Regions from separate parts of the Mus musculus genome. Here all the other regions are linked to region 1. Evidence: chromatin contacts called from public promoter capture Hi-C data. All regions are on one chromosome and are shown on one strand. The core of a region is the stretch at or near the end of the contact, and the rest is flanking DNA. Distances in the headings are between cores, read along the strand shown.

Region 1 (2,969 bases), core at 125-2,624:
GGCCAGTTTGGTCACGTTGTTAATCTGTCTCACAAACAAATCCTTGAAAGAAGAGAAGGTTAAAAAAAAATAAATAATTAAACCCAATGACTTGATCATTGCCTAAGAATTATACAGATATAAATTTCAGATGGAAATGGATGTCTGTGACATTTATAAAAATCCTCATTTTTAACTTGCCCATGACTGTGTGTTAGTAACTCAGGGAAAAGGCAGGAGATTAAGAAAAGATTTTTGTTTTAATGAAATCAAATTCCCTCTTGCTTTTGAAGCTTCCATTCCTTCCTAGTCTCCGAAAGCACACTGCTAGGGATTGTTTAAAAGGTAATTCTCATAGAGGCTTTGTTTCTCTTGCCACTTGACTGACTGATCAGTACATTCATTCATTCAACAAACTATTAAATATTAGCATGTACTAAACCAATTGTTTTAGCAAACAAACATACAAAAGTCTCCCAGTCGTACCCCATGAAATCCATATTGAAAAAAGAAATTGACAGAAAACTAAAGTGAATTACAGACATATTATTCTGAAAAGAGAGAGTAGGAAACATGGCTGATTGTGTGTGTGTGTGTGTGTGTGTGTGTGTGTGTGTGGTCAAAGAGGAATCTTTGAAAAGGTGACATTAAACAAGTGCTAGAGTAAAAGTGAGAAAGTGACTCAAATGATGGGAAGTGCCTTTAGCAGAGGGAAGAGGGGGTATGTGGTCCTGGTGTGGGGCATGCAACATTCTATCCCAGAAGCAAGATGGGAGCCATGAAGGCTGAGCTGAGATAGAAGAAGGAACATCAAGGTGTAGAACCACAACTGTTCTGAGCCAGGGGCAAGAAGCAAGCCACCATTACTAACAGGTAGCTTCCTGTCTCCAGGATTCAGAGTTTGGCTGGAGAAATGTCTTCTTCCTTGCAGCTGCTATTGATGTAGTAGGCCTGCTCTTCTACCTCATCTTCAGCCGGGCAGAGGTACAGGACTGGGCTAAGGAACCGACATTCACCCATCTCTGAGCAACGTTAGTGATGAGTAAAAAAGACTTGCTTTTGTGCCCACTGGACAGCTAAAGCTCTCCTACTGGAAGAGGCTTCATTTCAGGATCATTTAAGAGACCCTGGCTGTGTGATACTAAAGGTATTTTTTTCCATGCCTGGAGATTTCACAAAGGAAAGAAAAGACTGGTTATTTAGAACTGTGTGCTCCTGAAATCACAGGTTCTACAAATCCTCTATACTTTCCCCTGTTGCCATGGGACTGGAGGAGAGTTTGCCCCGAAGTACAGCAGTGACGAGTTGGAACCACAGGAGAATGATACCACGAACTCTAAGCTGTCAGCAAAGAGAACCGACAGCCTGGAAAACAGGATGTTTGTGAGCCGGAAGTTCTGCAGCTGTAGCCAAGTGAGGAGGTTAAAGAATTACTGTGGCTCTTGGTGCGTGTAGGATGTCTAACTGAAAATAGTCAGGATGAAGAGCAATAAAAAAATTAATCCATCATGCAAAAAGCAATGAACTTTCTTCAACTAATACAAGAGGAGTAGTAGAATCTAGTCATTCCAGACAGCTTTCTGTATGTGGATCCTGGCTTTGGATCAAAACCACTTCTGCAATAAGAACACCAACCACCCAGGCACTCTCTGGAGTCCACTGTTCTATTCACATCTTTCTTCTTTCTGACCACTTTAGCCTGGGTCCCTCATCTGTATGTAGATTTGTGCAAATCCCTTATGTCTTAGTCTTAGGGAGTAGAATTGCCTTGTGTGTCTCTGATCTCCTCAGGTACTGCTTTGCAGCATCATGGATACCCTATGCCTGTTTCTCTGATGCTTACAATCGCAGCCATTGTTCACCAGGCCTCATTTGATGTAAAATGTCTCCTAAAAATGTATGTGAGACCCGTGCTTGCTTCACTTCATTTCCAATGTCTCTTTTCATTAAGAATCCACACAGGTGACACAGGAACAACAAAAGAGAAGAGAAATGCTCAAACACTAAATGAATATTAATGGATACATTAGTGTGTATGGAAACAGGTCAGACATCATAATCATGAACAGCTTGTAGTAGTTCATTATCACAGGGGGATATGTGACTTTACTAAAAGTATCACAAGGGAGTGCGTAGTGATAGCTGTGCAATATGTAATAAGGAGGGGCACATCTTACTAAAATAAGGAAGTGTCATGCTCTAATTTAAGGGTGGCCGCCATTACACAGCATCAATTGAGCTGGAATCTGAAGGTCACTTCATGTAGGAGCCTGGTGCTAGGGATGTTCTAGGAAGACCCTCTGGGAAAATCTGCAGCATATAGAAAGGTTTGGTGCAGGAGAGAAAAATCGGGTGAATAAGAACAGAGTGGGCTATGAGAGGTTCTAGAAGTATGGAGGTCAAGAACACACGTGGCGCTGTGGACCCAGTGAAGAAAGAGTGTTGGTCTTTACATTGAAATCAGTGGAGGTATTTTAATGGGAAGGGACATAATCAGGTTCTGATTTTCAGTGGTCACACTGCATAAGAAAGTTGGCTTGGGGGGTTCCAGTGCGATCCCAGGAGTGGTGGTCCATTGCATGGGTTGGGGGAGGTAGTAGGACATAACCTCACATTTCACTAGATTCTTATATAGCCCAGGACCATCTGCTTCTGGGTGGTCCTGACCACAATGGGCTGGATTCTCTTGCACCAGCTAAAAACACATTATAGGCTAATCTACTTTGATCAATGCTTTAATTGAGACTCCCTTTGCAGGTAGCTCTAAGCTGTGTCAAGCTGACAGGTAAAGCTAATAAAGTAAAGGGAAAAAGGAACCAATTTTGTAGAAACCCTGGTAATTTAGGTTGCAGTTTACCATGTCTGGATATCTCCTCTAAGCTCTGCACAAAATTGAGTACTCTCTTTACCAGCAGGGCTGCCTTTTCTCTGACCTTGTCTGGTGAGCCCAATTCCCCATACCCTCTCTGTGGGGATGGTCGTTTAGTCCT
Region 2 (2,969 bases), core at 299-2,798, 950 kb before region 1:
CCTTCAGCTCTCTAAACCGTGAGGATGAGAGCTCAGTGACCGTTACCTTTCTGAAAGGACACGCATCCCTGCCTCGGCATTTTACCCAGCAGCGGTGTGCTGTCTGTTCCTGTTACCGGAGGTTCTAAAAATTCCTGCTGCAGGCTTTTGTTTGTTTGTCTTGTTTCTTGTTTTATCTCCTGTTCAGTTTGCAGAGAATTCAGCTTTCTCAGTGAGTTCTAAGTTTGGAACTGAACTGAAATCTCTACTTTGCCCCATCTGCATTAGAAGTAACTAAAATCATGAGCATGAAATAAAAATGTACATGTGACACAACTTCAGTCTCTCTGAGGAACTTTCCCAGGCGCCGTGCATTTCAGGAATAAATTAATACACACATCCACCTTGAACATTTTTGTGGTTTTTAGGAAATGTGATCTACACTTTTTTCCATTATTAACACAAATGCCACTCAACTTTTCTGCTCAAGCACTAGGAAAAATATCAACATCTAACTCACAAACGAAAATGTTCAGTAAAGCCAGCAATAAAGATGAGCGTGAATATGCTCCGGCTTGCTTGCTCCCTTCAGACAATTATGAAAACAAATGGTGTTGAGAACGATGACTAGCGATTGCAGCTTTGTGATCCTGATAAATCTGTGCCATTCCTTGGAGAGAATTCAAAGAGCAGGAAGAAAAGCCTTTATACAGCGCTAAGCTTCTGGTGACGGTAAAGAGAGGAGATGAATGCATTTGGTAAGTGGTAGCGAGGTCCACGACAACAGCACTAAACGAAATTTAAAGGTAATTCTTCAGTCTAAAGCATGCAATTTGCGAGGTTGGAAAGATCCCCAAATCTCCCGCCTCCACGAAACAGGGAAACCATCAAATCATGCAACTATCTAGGATTGCTTTTCCTAGGTGTCCAGAAGAAGCCTTAGAAGTCCCCCTCTTGGCTTTTTTTTTTTTTTTTTTTTTTTTTTTTTTTTTCTGACACCACCTACCTGCTTGCTGTCGTCGTTGCTGACAGTTGGCCAGCTGGGCTGGGAGATGGGATTCTGCACCTGAGGTGGCTGCTGAAGCTAAACACTGCAAGCTCACTGGAGCTTCGTTCAACACCCCATCACCCAGTCTCATAAACACACTCATATCCTGCATCCCTAGGCAGAGGTAAGGAGGAATCCCAACTACACCCTAGCTAGAAATCCGGGGACCTGGAGTCCAGATTAAAAGCCTCTGACTAAGATACGAAATGCATTTAGCAAATGCCAGTTCTGAATGAACTTTAAAGAAACCGATTCTTAGGTTTAAGGTTAGCTGCCCAAGTCTCCCTGACTCCACCCTGCTGAGAACCCATCGATCCAAACAGGAACGCAGGCAGCTGAGTGCGGCTCTTACCTCCATCCCCAGCGATCTCCAGGCTCCGCGGTACTCCAGACTGGCCAGCCGCTGATGTCCAGTTGAGACACCTGCGAGGCACACCTGCAGGCGACACCTGCCCACCCCTGCGGCTGCACAGACAGACGCTGCGAGCCCGCGCTGGTGATTCAGCGCCTTTCTGCCTCCCGGGTTACCAGGGCGACGCATACGCACGCGCACACACGCCCCTAGGGATGGCCTGCGCCGCAGCCCGCACTGCCCCGCTAAGCAGAGGGGCCTCCGTTGCTTCCCTGCTCTGGTCCCTCGCCCACCCCTTTCCTGCCATGGTTCTGAACTGTTGAGGGGATAGACAGGTCGTCTAGAAAAATGCTCCACCCGGGGAAGCAAGCACTGCTTGGCTCAGACTACTCCAAGTCAAGTCACCTGGCCATTCAAGTCTTGTTTCCAGCCAAGCCTTTTTGCAAGACCCCCAACCCCATAACTAATCTGCTTGGTTTCAAGTGCTGCTTTCAAATCAAGGATGGTAAACTGGGCCTAGGTCGTCACAGAGCAACTCTACTTTGCAGGTTAAATGGGTGCCAAGTGCATTTCAACATTTGTGTCTTGTAGTGAGAATCTTGAGTCAGAGGAAATTCTAAGTCAGTGGAACACTGTTCCTTGTATTTTTAGTTTTGTAATAAGGACAAGAAAGTGTCTAGGAACTGGCATTAAGGGGCAGAAAGGACGGGCAGAGTATTCTTTATACATCCACGGTGGCTTAATGACTGAGTCGCACACCAGTATAAGCCTGCACTGTCATCTTTGTGGAGAAACATCAGACAGGTTACAAATGTTACTAAATGTCTCCTGTTAGAAAATGGAGATGACCCAAGAACAGAAGTCCACCCTAGGACTCATGAGGCTGAAGCAAGAGCTTCACGATTTCAAACAATAACACTCTTTCAAACAATAAATTAAAAAGCCAGATACAGTTACCAGGCCAGCCCAGGCTACTTAATGAGGCTTTTCTCTTAAGGGGAGGGGCAGTGAGATGGCTCAGCCAGTAGTAGAGGGACTTACTTTACCAAGGCTGATGACTTGAGTTAGATCTACCAGAAGACCCACATAAAATTGGAAATGACTCCACAAACTGCCCTCTGGCCTCCTCATGTGTACTTACAAACACCATACATGTAAAAGCATCATATAGGATGAACACGTTAACTAATGGAGATAAAGAGCCACTAAGGAGGTAAAGAGAATAAGCTATAAAACGGAGAAGGCCCGGGCCTTTAATCCCAGTCCTACAGTTGTAGAGGCAGCTACATCTCAAAGCCAACATGGTTTACAGAGGGAGTTCCAGGACAGCCAAGGCTACAGAGAAACCATGTTTCAAAAAAACCAAAATAGAAGACTGAGAATAAAAATAAGCATGGACTAAAAAGGGGGAAAAATCATTAATTCAGTCACTAAATGGGCTCAGAGGGCAAACACCAAACCTCACTGTAGGAAGACATTTCCTTCTCTCATGGTACATATTAATGATAGCTAGAGAAAAGATGCAGGCAGTGAAGAGATACAGAAGGCATGAGTCACAAGATGAGAATAGTTAAATCAGTGTACAACTCT
Region 3 (2,969 bases), core at 322-2,821, 900 kb before region 1:
TCTAACAATATTAGCAGACTGTCATACCACAGGGTCAAGAAACAAAAGTTGCTGTCCAGTCATGTTTGGACAATAATGTTTGGGGGTTAGATGGGGAAGGTGAAGGGGAAGGAAAGAAAGAGGAGAAAAAAACTTGGAACTAACTTTCTGGAAAACACATGTGGCTAAACTGCCAAAATAAAAGCCATTGAGGGGAAAATGAAAAACCGATCATCAGGATTTAGGTGCGCAGTAAAACACAGCTGACACCGGTCCAATCCTTGAAACCCATTCGCATAGTCCCTTTTCAGAAAAGGGATTAAGAAATTGAGAAAAGGGAGGGAAAATTGTGATGTTGCTTCCCAAATACAGGGAAAAAAAAAATACCCCCCCCAAAACAAAAAACCCAAAAACTGAAAACCACCAAAACAGGGTAGGTGAATGAAACTGAAATCCCCAGTTGGATTTTACCCAGCCAGATCCATGGCTGTAGTACCTGATTAATTCTTAGTTATTTCAGATTTCACTACTGCTATGAACTGTCAGTGCTTTGCTATTGATTACACTTGGTGGTGAGCAAAGAGAAAAGTGCAAAATCAGCAGAGAAAGAAGGGGAGAGGTACAGGGTTTCCCTGCAATCAACTACAGTGTATACCGGGGGTGGACAGCTGTTGCCCAAAGGAGTCATGAGAAAAAACAGCGGAGTCATTACCAACTTCCCCATCACCCACGTTTTCACCCTCAGGCGGCTGCGAACGCTGCTGCCAAGGAGAACCATGATGGCAGAGGGAAAGGGGGGTCTATTAAACGGTATTAATAGTTATTCCGGCTCTGTGATTAGCCCTGATTAATGCCCGGGATCCAAGCACCCTTAGCCCTGCGGTGGGTTCTACATTCCCCGGGGAGCCCTCCGTATAAATTTGACCCCGTTCAAGTTCGGGATGGTAGGGAGTTCGATTATCTTCGTGTGAGCATGGCTGAGGCTAAGGTGGCGGGTTCTCCCACGTCCCAGGCCGGGCCCGGGGATCACCTGCCTTCGACCCCCAGGTCCCACCCACAACCCCTGGCCTTCAGCGGCAGCGACTCACTCGCACCACGGGAGACACTGGATCACTCGGGTTCTCACTCATTTCAATGTGGAAACAATTCCCGCCCGGGTAGAGGAGGCGGGAAGAGAGTTAAGTAGGAAGGATCAGTTGGGAGGAGGGGAAAAGAAGAGAATAATCGTGTTAATAATAATTACTTCTTAAAAGGAAGCCCACCCTCCCACCCCAAAAAAAAGCAAGGAATGAAGTTCCCGGGTTCTAGATTCGCTTTTCCCGTTCAACAGCCCATGTTTCCCGAGTGGGGGCGGCTGGGTGGTTTCCCAAGGGGACAGAGAGGCCGGGATCTAGGCGGCAGGGCGGGGTCCCCGCGGAGAGGAGAGCGGGACTCGCAGGCCGACCGTCGGTGGGCCGTCTAGCCGCAGCCTGCGGGCGGAGCGGCGGCTGCGGAGGAGGAGGCGGCGGCGGCGGCGGGGGCGCTGCTCGTGGCGCGGGCGGGAGCCATGTCAAGAGAACACGACGGGCCGACGGAGCCCCTCCATGCCCGCTGCGCTGCGCTCTGTGGCCGGGCCACGCGCGCTGCTGCCGCCACTCAGCCCCCACCTGGGCCCCATAGTCGGGCTCGGCGCCCCGGGCGGCGACGGAGGGAAGGACGCGGCGCGGGGTTGGTAGGGGGAGGGGGGAGACGGCGAGGAAGAGGAAAGCGCGCGGGAGGGAAGAGGGAAGGAGGGGAGCCCTGCGCTACGGCCTGTCCGCGGAGTGAGCCCGGCAAAGTTGTCTCGGTTCGAGCGTCGGCTCCCGAGGCCTGCTTCGCCCAACAGTCCGGTTCAGGAAGATAGTCCAAGAGAGAGCCCCGACGGATGGGGGGAGAGAGCCGCAACGGAGGAGGAGGTCGAGCGTCCGCGGGGCCACAGCCTCGGTTCCCCCACCCCCCGCACCGGAGTGGCTTCAGAAGCAGCGGCTGCCGCTGGAACCTCCCGGGTCCGGGGCTGAGTCGCGTTTGAGGAAAAGAAACAAGAACAAACAACTTAAAATGGCAGCGACGGCTGCTGCGTCACCCGCCCCTCCGCGGCACCGCCCCGAGCGCTCTACGCCTGCGCGCGCCCCGGACGCTACCATCTGTGGCAAAAACTGAAGGGGGAGGCGGGAAAAGAAGCGTGAAGGTTTTCACAGTTATGGAGACAGAAAAACCGAAAAGCTAGTAATGTGTGACATATAAAAGTCGGTATAAATAGTGAGTAGCTTTGAAATTAGGCTTTCAGTAAGATACTTCTTTTCCTAGGGGTGTTTGAGAACACACATTTCCCCTATTTATCAATATGGAAAGTCCTAAGGCGTGGCAAGGGTCTCCCGCCACTCCCTCCGCCCCTCTGTCCCTCCGTCAGGCTGTCCAGGTCTCCCCCGCCCCGTCCTTTTACGTCATAAGAGCACGCCCCCTACGCCCTCCATGACGAAGCGGAGAGAGTAGCTCCACCCTGGGCTATGCTGGGGAGCGGTAGTTGGACTTAGGGGGTGGGGTAGGGTGGGGGTCCTGTTAAAGCAGCGGTTCTCAACCTGTGGGTCGCACCCCATACGGGAGAATCCAATGATCCTTTTATAGAGGTTGCCTAAGACCATCGGAAAACATTAACATTCATAACAGCAGCAACATTACAGTTAAGAAGTAGCAACAGAAATTTACGGTTGGGAGTCAGCACAATATGAGGAACAGTACTGAAGGATCTTAGCAATGGGGAGGTTGAGAATCACTGCTCCAGAGATGCTCAAAAGCCAAAGCCGGGGAAGTGGGCGGAAAAATGGGTGTTGGAAGGGCCAGAGTGAGGAAGAAACCCGGAAGACTGAAGGGTGGTTAGGGTCATTTTATTATTCCCTAGAAGTCGGCCAGTTGGCAACAACGGAGAAATCATTTCGAGTTAGCGGAATGAAGCTTGCTTGCACCCCAACGAG

The links. Promoter capture Hi-C pulls out the DNA fragments that hold promoters and counts their contacts.
Region 2: a contact with region 1 is called in a promoter capture Hi-C map of pre-B cells, with 3 times the contacts expected there. The contact joins the promoter of D130043K22Rik here to the enhancer-like site in region 1. A contact is called at or near these places in 3 of 39 promoter capture datasets (cranial neural crest, liver and pre-B cells) and 3 of 115 datasets of contacts at active chromatin or transcription factors (the 230-238 cell line, large pre-B cells and pro-B cells).
Region 3: a contact with region 1 is called in a promoter capture Hi-C map of pre-B cells, with 4 times the contacts expected there. The contact joins the promoter of BC005537 here to the enhancer-like site in region 1. A contact is called at or near these places in 4 of 39 promoter capture datasets (the HPC-7 cell line, HPC-7-derived erythroid cells, hippocampal neurons and 1 more) and 2 of 115 datasets of contacts at active chromatin or transcription factors (embryonic stem cells and large pre-B cells).

Annotation. Positions count from the first base shown.
Region 1 is chr13:23,896,811-23,899,779 of GRCm38.p6, reverse strand. Slc17a4 (solute carrier family 17 (sodium phosphate), member 4) reads left to right here. Exons shown (of 12, transcript NM_177016.3): 12 at 871-1,891. The coding sequence ends at 1,005. Among named protein-coding and RNA genes, the nearest start is that of Slc17a4, 17 kb to the left of the region's middle. Within about 2 kb of position 1,374, at least 30 of the 459 cell types and tissues checked have an H3K27ac peak or open chromatin away from gene starts, as enhancers often do. A contact at or near this core is called in the HPC-7 cell line, pre-B cells and pro-B cells, where this site is marked.
Region 2 is chr13:24,843,710-24,846,678 of GRCm38.p6, reverse strand. D130043K22Rik (RIKEN cDNA D130043K22 gene) reads right to left here and starts at 1,548. Exons shown (of 21, transcript NM_001081051.2): 1 at 1,380-1,548.
Region 3 is chr13:24,800,259-24,803,227 of GRCm38.p6, reverse strand. BC005537 (cDNA sequence BC005537) reads right to left here and starts at 1,571. Exons shown (of 5, transcript NM_024473.3): 1 at 1-1,571.